2 separate regions of the Mus musculus genome follow, and region 2 is linked to region 1. Evidence: chromatin contacts called from public HiChIP or PLAC-seq data. All regions are on one chromosome and are shown on one strand. Each heading gives the region's core, a stretch centred on a gene start, on an enhancer-like site or on the middle of the called end of the contact. The rest is flanking DNA. Distances are from core to core; before and after follow the strand shown. Region 1 overlaps Map3k5 (mitogen-activated protein kinase kinase kinase 5). Region 2 overlaps Map7 (microtubule-associated protein 7).

The links. HiChIP or PLAC-seq counts read pairs in DNA pulled down with a chosen protein or histone mark.
Region 2: a contact with region 1 is called in an H3K27ac HiChIP or PLAC-seq map of microglia, with 4 times the contacts expected there. The contact joins two enhancer-like sites. A contact is called at or near these places in 1 of 115 datasets of contacts at active chromatin or transcription factors (microglia) and 1 of 9 other capture datasets (liver).

The regions. Positions count from the first base shown.
Region 1 is chr10:20,002,304-20,006,102 of GRCm38.p6, reverse strand. The region is part of intron 2 of Map3k5 (mitogen-activated protein kinase kinase kinase 5); the gene reads right to left. Among named protein-coding and RNA genes, the nearest start is that of Map3k5, 70 kb to the right of the region's middle. Within about 2 kb of position 2,167, at least 45 of the 459 cell types and tissues checked have an H3K27ac peak or open chromatin away from gene starts, as enhancers often do. A contact at or near this core is called in microglia, where this site is marked.
Region 2 is chr10:20,264,901-20,268,843 of GRCm38.p6, reverse strand. It overlaps Map7 (microtubule-associated protein 7), which reads right to left. Exons shown (of 18, transcript NM_001358787.1): 9 at 1,993-2,108; 10 at 1,468-1,721. Among named protein-coding and RNA genes, the nearest start is that of Gm48249, 20 kb to the left of the region's middle. Within about 2 kb of position 1,278, at least 48 of the 459 cell types and tissues checked have an H3K27ac peak or open chromatin away from gene starts, as enhancers often do. A contact at or near this core is called in microglia, where this site is marked.

The DNA.
Region 1 (3,799 bases), core at 918-3,417:
CATTTGATGCATAGTCATGCACATTATATTTTAGATAGCTGCTACGATGCCTTAAACATATACTATGATTTCACATATGACCATAAAATATACCGATGTACATCTGTAGCATTCTAGTTGACCCACCTTAAGAGCTCTATAGTAGTCCATTAAATAACTACCACAAGGTATTTAGTCATTCCCCTAGTAGGTATTTACTCTTTCCTTTGCAGAGAAGGAGAATTATAAACTACGTTACATAGAACTCCTTGATGGTATTTCCTTACTTGTGTGAGCCATGTTTTCTACGATACATATCCAGGGTCAAAACTGTCCCATCTCAGGATGTTATTAGTCATTGCCAAACTGCTCTTTTAGAAGTTGTGCCAATGTATCTCGCTGCCGCCGGGAGAATGTCCTGGTTACCCTCCTGGTTACCACAGCGCTGCCTGGATTACAAGTGGGTTTCTGGGTTTCAGTTTTGGTTTTGGTTTTGGTGCAGGGCTGCAGAGGCAGCTCTTGGTAACTGGTCCACACCCCAGGCATCTATGAGAGCCTTTAGCATCTAACCATCTTATGCTGCTCATCAGTGTTTGTTTATTTCTTCATTCTACTCTGTTGTACAAGCAGATCCAATGTGGGTAGGAGGTGTCCTCAGATGAAGGGAAGGAGAAAGACAAGAAGCACAGGGGCTACGGGTTTTATCTTAATAGAATTGCTGGTGATGAAAGAAATGGTTGTTGGGACCCAGAGAAACAATATCCCAGAGTAACATGCTATGTTGGGCACTCTGAACTAAAAGGTAGTCTCAGAACCAAGGTCTCTCTGACCTTAGTGTGTGTGTGTGTGTGTGTGTGTGTATGTATGTGTGTGCGCACGCGCACTTCTGTGTCTGTCTCTCTATGTCTCTGTTTCTGTCCCTGTGTCTGTCTGTCTGTCTCTCCCTCTCTGGAGTGCACTCCCACCTCCACCTCTCCCCACCCCACCCCCAATGTCCTTATCTATTTAAAAAGCCAGCTCCTCTAGAAGATCAATGAGCAGTAAGAAAGTCTAGAATTGAAACCACATGGCACATTCGGAGCCCAGGTGAATGTCTGTTCTTAGGCCTATTTATCACCCCTAAACGTATGTGTCATTCAATGCCCTGGATGCAGCTCAGTGACAGAGTACTTGGGCGCAACATCATGCCCTGGGGTGAATATCCTGCACAGAAAACCAAAACACTGATAACCATCCCAGGCAGAGGAGAGGCTTGGAGGTTAAAGGGCTTGCCATCTAAGTTTGAGGACCTCAGGTCAGATCCCCAGAAACCTACATGTGTGCCGGGTGAGCACAGCCCACCTGTGATTGCTGTTTCTAAGTAGCAAGACCAATGTTGCTAACAAGCTTTGGGTTTCACTGAGATATCCTACCTCAATGAAAAAATGTATACATCAACCCTGGGCTTCTATATGCACACTGAACCTATGTGCAAGCATCCATATACATGTTCACAATGTAAAGATATGCATATACACCCAAGCATCTCTCTCTCTCCCTCTCTCTCTGTCTCTATCTCTCTCTCTCTGTCTCTCTCTCTCTGTCTCTCTCTCTCTCTCACACACACACATACACACACACACATACATACATACATACACACACACACACACACACACACACACACACACACACACACACACACACACACACATGGAAAAAAACCCATCCACTCCTCCTCTAAAACTAAACATGCCCCTACTCCCTTCTCCCATGAAGAAAATATTTATGTTTTAACTCTGGGCCCTTCTTTGATTTTACATTCTGTGTGATCCTGGGTGCTTGCACATTATTAAATATGTATGCCTCTTCCTACAATCTGTTGTCTGCCTCCTTCTGTTTTGGGAGACTCAGTTATCATGCTGTTGGAGATGAGGAGGGACTTCTTTTTGAGGCGTGCATCTGCTCCACAGCCAGGGAGCCTGTGGGGTCCAGACGTCTGCTCCACACACTGAGTGATCCCTGACCATTTTAAATGCAGGAAATAAGTCAGAACTCTCAGCAGAAGAGTCTTGTCCGTAAGTACTAATAGATACTTGAAGTTCACATGCTATTTAAAGAAAATTGTGAAAATGTCGTTACCATCCCAGAGAAAGTCAACTTCCCTTTCTCAAAGCAAAAACTTTTTTCTTAAACATAGCTTATTTCTCCTGGGTATAATAACCACACTGAAGGGCAGGCCCTGTGCTCAGCAGTAGACAGCACAAAATGGACGCAATGTTATTTGTGTACACTTTGTGTCTCATAGAGGTGGTTTTGGACTTTTTTTTCTCATTGGACTTTTGCTTGAACATTGTGGATTCTGATTTTGTGCTTTTATGGGCTTGTTTTTTGCATGCTTGTTCTATGTGTATGTGTTTCTGTTTGCTTTGTTTGCCTGTTTTCTACAGTGAGAAGGAAAGGGTGTGGAGGCGGGTGAGTGGGGAGGTAGGGAGGAGACAGAAGGACTGGGGAGGTGGAAACAGTGATCAGGTATACCGTATGAAAACACTATACAATACAAATATAAATAATTATAAAATTTTACGCAAATACATGACATGATTAGATTCTAATTATCCTTTTAAATAACTCAGCCATTGATCTTAAAGAATTTTTACAGGTTTTTAAAATTGGGTTTTGAGGAGCCTACATCTTTAAAAGTCTTTCTCCTATGATCTGTTTTTGAGAATTCACTGCTGCATTGGCATCGCCACTTCTAACCCAGGAGCAAATGCAACTGAAGCGGGTTCAGCTGCACTCTCCTTGGTGTCCAAGGCTGGTCCATGTCTAAGCAGAGCCAGGGAGAGAGCCAGGGAGGGGGGACCAGCTCTTTGTGGTTTCTCTTCCTCTTCCCTGATGCACTGTTTAAATGGCTGCTTTTGTCCCCTGCAGCTCTCCTTTCTGTCGAAGTCACACTTACTGCAAACTAGAAACAAAGTTAAGCTGCCAGCGGCCCCTGCACAAGGACAGCTTTTCTCAGTAGCACAGAGCTCAGGAAACTGAGGCTACAGAAATTGCTCTGTATTATTTCCACCCTTTGCAACTGAACGACCTGACTAGAAACAGTCTGAATAAGAAATCTGGGTTGTAGCTGAGCAGTGGTAGTGCATGCCTTTAATCCCAGCACTTGGGAGGCAGAGGCAGTGGATTTCTGAGTTTGAGGCCAGCCTGGTCTACAGATTTCTGAGTTTGAGGCCAGCCTGGTCTACAGAGTGAGTTCCAGGACAGCCAGGGCTACACAGAGAAACCCTGTCTCAAAGAAAAAAAAAAAAAAAGAAAGAAAAAGAAAAAGAAATCTGGGTTATGCTGACTATAGTTCATGCCCCAGAGCCTATAAAAAACAAACAAACAAAAAAGCCAGGTAAGATGGTATACCATCTCAGCACTTAGAAATAAAATGGACATAGGCTAATTCCTGGAGCCTCCCCCCCCCCCCCTCTCTCTCTCTCTCTCTCTCTCTGGTAGAGAATTCCCTGAGGGCATCCTCTGTCCTCCACGGTAATCACTGCCATCTGATACTTGTCAAAGATGTCAAAAACACACTGAAGAAAAGCCTACAGCTTAATAAATGGTGCTGCAGAAAGCAGACGTCCACAGGTAGAAAAATGAAATTCAGCTCATAATCTATCACACTTCAAAAGAAAAAAAAATCAATTCCAATCAACCAAAGAGCTCAATTTAAACACAAAAGGAGTTTGAGTCCAAGACAAACGAAGACCAAGAATGAATGAAGCTGCCTGACTCTTTCACCAAGGGCGGACGGAGCAGAACTAGAGAAGCACAGGTATAGATTAGCCTG
Region 2 (3,943 bases), core at 29-2,528, 260 kb before region 1:
CACCTTCCCTTTTTGGACACAGGATTTTTGTGTAGTTAGGGCTTGTTCAGAGCCAGTCCATGATCTTCCTGCTCCAACTGCCTGACTTGGGATCACAGGTGTGCGCCATTATAACTGTGCTAAGTGTCCTCTCTTCTCACAGGTGCGGTGGCACACACTTGTAATCTCAGCACTTGGGAGACAGCCTGAGATACACGGTGAGACTGTGTCTCAAAAGATTCTACCCAGAGCTGTCTTGAGACCCTAGACACAAGGAAGCAATAGCCTTGTCAGGGACAGGCACGCTAGCTGCCACACATCTGTCCCTAAGATTGCTTTGGGAAAACATTCTTCAACTGTGTTTAGAGATTTAGGACGACTGAAAATGGTCCTTGAGAGGTCTCGTCGTGACTGTGCATGACGGGTGGCACTGGAGACGTCATTCCCAGACCCTCCTTTTCAAGATTACAGTCTGACTCAGTCCACAGCTTTCTCTGCCTCTCTCCTTTTCCTTTGGGATTGAACCTAAAACCTCATGCATGCTGAGCAAGTGCCCTAACACAGAGCAGTCTCACCAAGTTGCTCATCTCGAGCCTTGAACTTGAGATCTGTGTGCTGCAGCCTCCATCATAGCTAGGATTACCAGCAAGAACGACAGGCTTAGCCCAGTCTTTCCTAGCATTTTGCTGGTTTGGGTCCTTCTCTCCCTCTGGAGTGAAGCCGACACTGGGCTCTTCCTCCATCCCAATACTGTAACTCGCCCTTGGTTCCCACCCTCAGACCTCAAATTGAAAATAATTTTCAGCAAGAAAATATTGAATTCCTAGTTCTCGGTGACTCCAAACAACACTGACTGATCTCACAGAAGACAACTGCTAGGTCTTCCGATCTCTGTGTAACACTACGCTAAACCAGTGGTCCTCAAATCCAGTGTGAAAGTGCTTTCATCCCTGAGCACAGAGTCTGATCCAGTAGATCTGAGGTAAGGCCAGGGATTTGTAGTTTGAAAAATTCTGGAGGTATCAGTTTAATATTTTTAGAAATCCTTTGAAAATCTTCTCAAAAATACAGGTTAGGCTGGGGAAGCAGCTTGGAGTGCTTGCCTGGCATGCTCAGAGCCCAAGTAGTCTAATGTCAAGGCGCCATCAAACCAGGCCTGATGACCTGGGATCCGAGCAACTGGGGAGGAGGAAACAAAAGGGATAAGAAGTTCAAGGTCACCCTTGGCCACACAGTGCAGTGCACTCACAGTACAGAGTGGTGAGGGAAGAGAGAAAGAGAAGAGAGAAGGAGGGGCGGAGGGAGGGAGAGAGAGAAAGAGGAGAGAGAGGAGAGAGGAGAGAGGGGAAAGGGGAGGAGAAAAGAAAGAGTGAGAATATGAATTTCCAATACCCAGGAGTGAAAAAGGAGTTAAATAAAACCATTCATGAACAGGGCGAGCACAGAGAACACCGGCCCACATCCCAGCACCAGCTGGTCCATTCTTACCAGGCTCAGGTGGCTTCACGGGTGTCCCCTCTTCGACTGTGACCTCCTCTACCTTCACTAATGGCACCCTGCTCTTTACTGCGGGTAAAGGGTCTTTCTTCTCAGGCTCCACTTTCACTTCTCTCTTGACAGGCCGGATGTTGCCAGGAGAGGAGGAGGGGGCCTGAGCGGAAGCAGCTCTGACTGAGCCGGGAGGCAAGGAGGATGCAGGCCGGGGAGTACCAGGCAGATGAGGCATGGACTTGGATGGGAGCCTGGGCCAAAGAAGACAAAGACAATGAGTAGGTCAGGATCATCTTACCAGACCCCAGAACACCCACACATGTAAAACCAAGCAGACGTTCTGATAGGAGGATTTTCTGTTTGTGATAAATGTGGAAAAGGAGTGGCTAGTGAGACTCAGCTCAACGATCCTTTCTCCTTTTGCTAAAAGACAGCTTGCGGTCCCCAAAGTCAAAGGCAAGCAGTGAGGACAGAAGCTAATTCTCCATGGTGGGCCTTCCCATGCACCTCCGCCACACTCACCAAAGGCGGGCTGGAGCCGGTGACCTCGCTTTGAGATTAGATGGAGACAGAGTCCTGCGGGCGCCCGGGGAAACGTGGAAGGGAACGTGTTCTCTTTCTCGCTCTCTTTTATGGCTCTGGTTCAGAGAAACTCAGTAATTAGAATTTTCATATTAACGATATCCAACGACAAACTACAGACCACTTAGTGTTTTTAAGAATTTAAGACAACTTCTAAACTACGTCATATATCCACGCCACTGCAGGACAAGGCGCCTGTCTGCTAACAATCGAACAGTACATAACTGAGCCAACACAGATGGCAGGATAAAGAAGATCTGAGAGATGGTTGGAAGGGAGTAAAGGAAAGGGGGAAATGATGTAATTATAATCTCAAAAAAAATAAACAAACAACAAAAAAGTATAAACTTTTAAAAAGCACCTTTGCTTTCTGTCTAACATTACCTGGAATTACTTTACCTTATCTCTACAGATGTTCCTTTTGTTTTAAATTTTGTCATTTTTCTTTTTGCCATACTGAGGATTAAACCTCAGGCGTCATACTGGGCAAGTGCCCTACTACTGAGCCACACTACTTTTAAGCACATGTTCTACTTTTCTATTCTTTAGCAGTTCTCTTCTGTTTTGGAATATACCATCGCTCCATCATTTACTCACATGTCTGGTATTTCAGATACACGGTCACCTTTTATGTGACTTTTGTAGATAAGTCCTTACATAAGGGTCCCCTTACTCTACAAGGAAAGTGGGGCTCAGGTGAGGAAGTGTAGGTCGTGTGTTCCTAGAAAGAGCTCCAACAGTGAGCGGAGACACCAGCCCTCCATGATGACTGCCTAGCGCTCAGCCAGAGATCTGGCCAAACGTAGGAAGAGAAGACCAGAGATGTGTTCCAAGGTTCTGAAGTCAAAAGGCAAGAGTGGGGAGAAAACAGAAGGGAGCAAGAGGAAGCTCCGTGTTTGAAGAATCTCAGGCTGAGGAAGGGAGGGAGGAGGAGATACGGGGTGAGAAGAGAGGACCGAGGAGGATGCTAGCCGGGGACCTCTGGCTAATCCAGTACAAGGAACCAGGGACAGGTAGATGTCACCCAGCCAGGCTGCCAGTGAACAATCACAGTGCTCCCGCTCCTTCTCTACTGAGTTCCTCAAACTGCTTCTCCCACCTTCCGGGCTGGCTGACTGGGCTACCAGTGGAGGAAACCTCTGATGTCTCCACTGTCTCTGCTGAGTTCCTACCACAGAAGAACTGAGGGTAAAGAAGATCCTCCCATGGCTGTGGGGGCCATGTCTGGATCAACCCAGTTGCAAGGCCACCCTCTGCCCCAACTGACTCCTCAAAGGCAGGTGGGGCCTTGAAGGACGGGTGCAGTCTCTGGGTGGTAAAAGGCGCAGCTACTAGATGGGTTCCCTCCTCAGTGGTAGATAGACAAGCATCGGGAAGACTGGAACTAGGGAGGAGGGACCACCTTTCTTCCTAAGGGAGATGCTAAAGTAGCAAAGTAAGTCCTTTCTTCTTCCTTTAACAAAGTTTTAAAACACACATTCATTTATTTCCTTATTTGCTTATTCCTCTGTGAGTGTATGCCTGTGTTGCGTCTAAGGACAACTTGTGAACGTCAGAGTTGGTTTTCTCCTTCCAGCCTGCAGGCTCGGGATGAACTGGGATTATCATGCTTGCCAGCAAGTACCTTTACCTGTGGCTGGCCCATCTCTTGGCTCAGAGAGAGAGAGAGAGAGAGAGAGAGAGAGAGAGTGTGTGTGTGTGTGTGTGTGTGTGTGTGTGTGTGCGTGTGTGTGTTTGGAGACAGGGTCTCTGGCTGTCCTGGAACTTACTGTGTAGACCAGGATGGCCTTGAACTCATTGAGTCTACCTGCCTCTGTCTCCAGAGTATTGGGGTTAAAGGTGTGTGCTACCACGTGTAGGTTGTAGAAACATTTTGATGTGGCTTAAATAA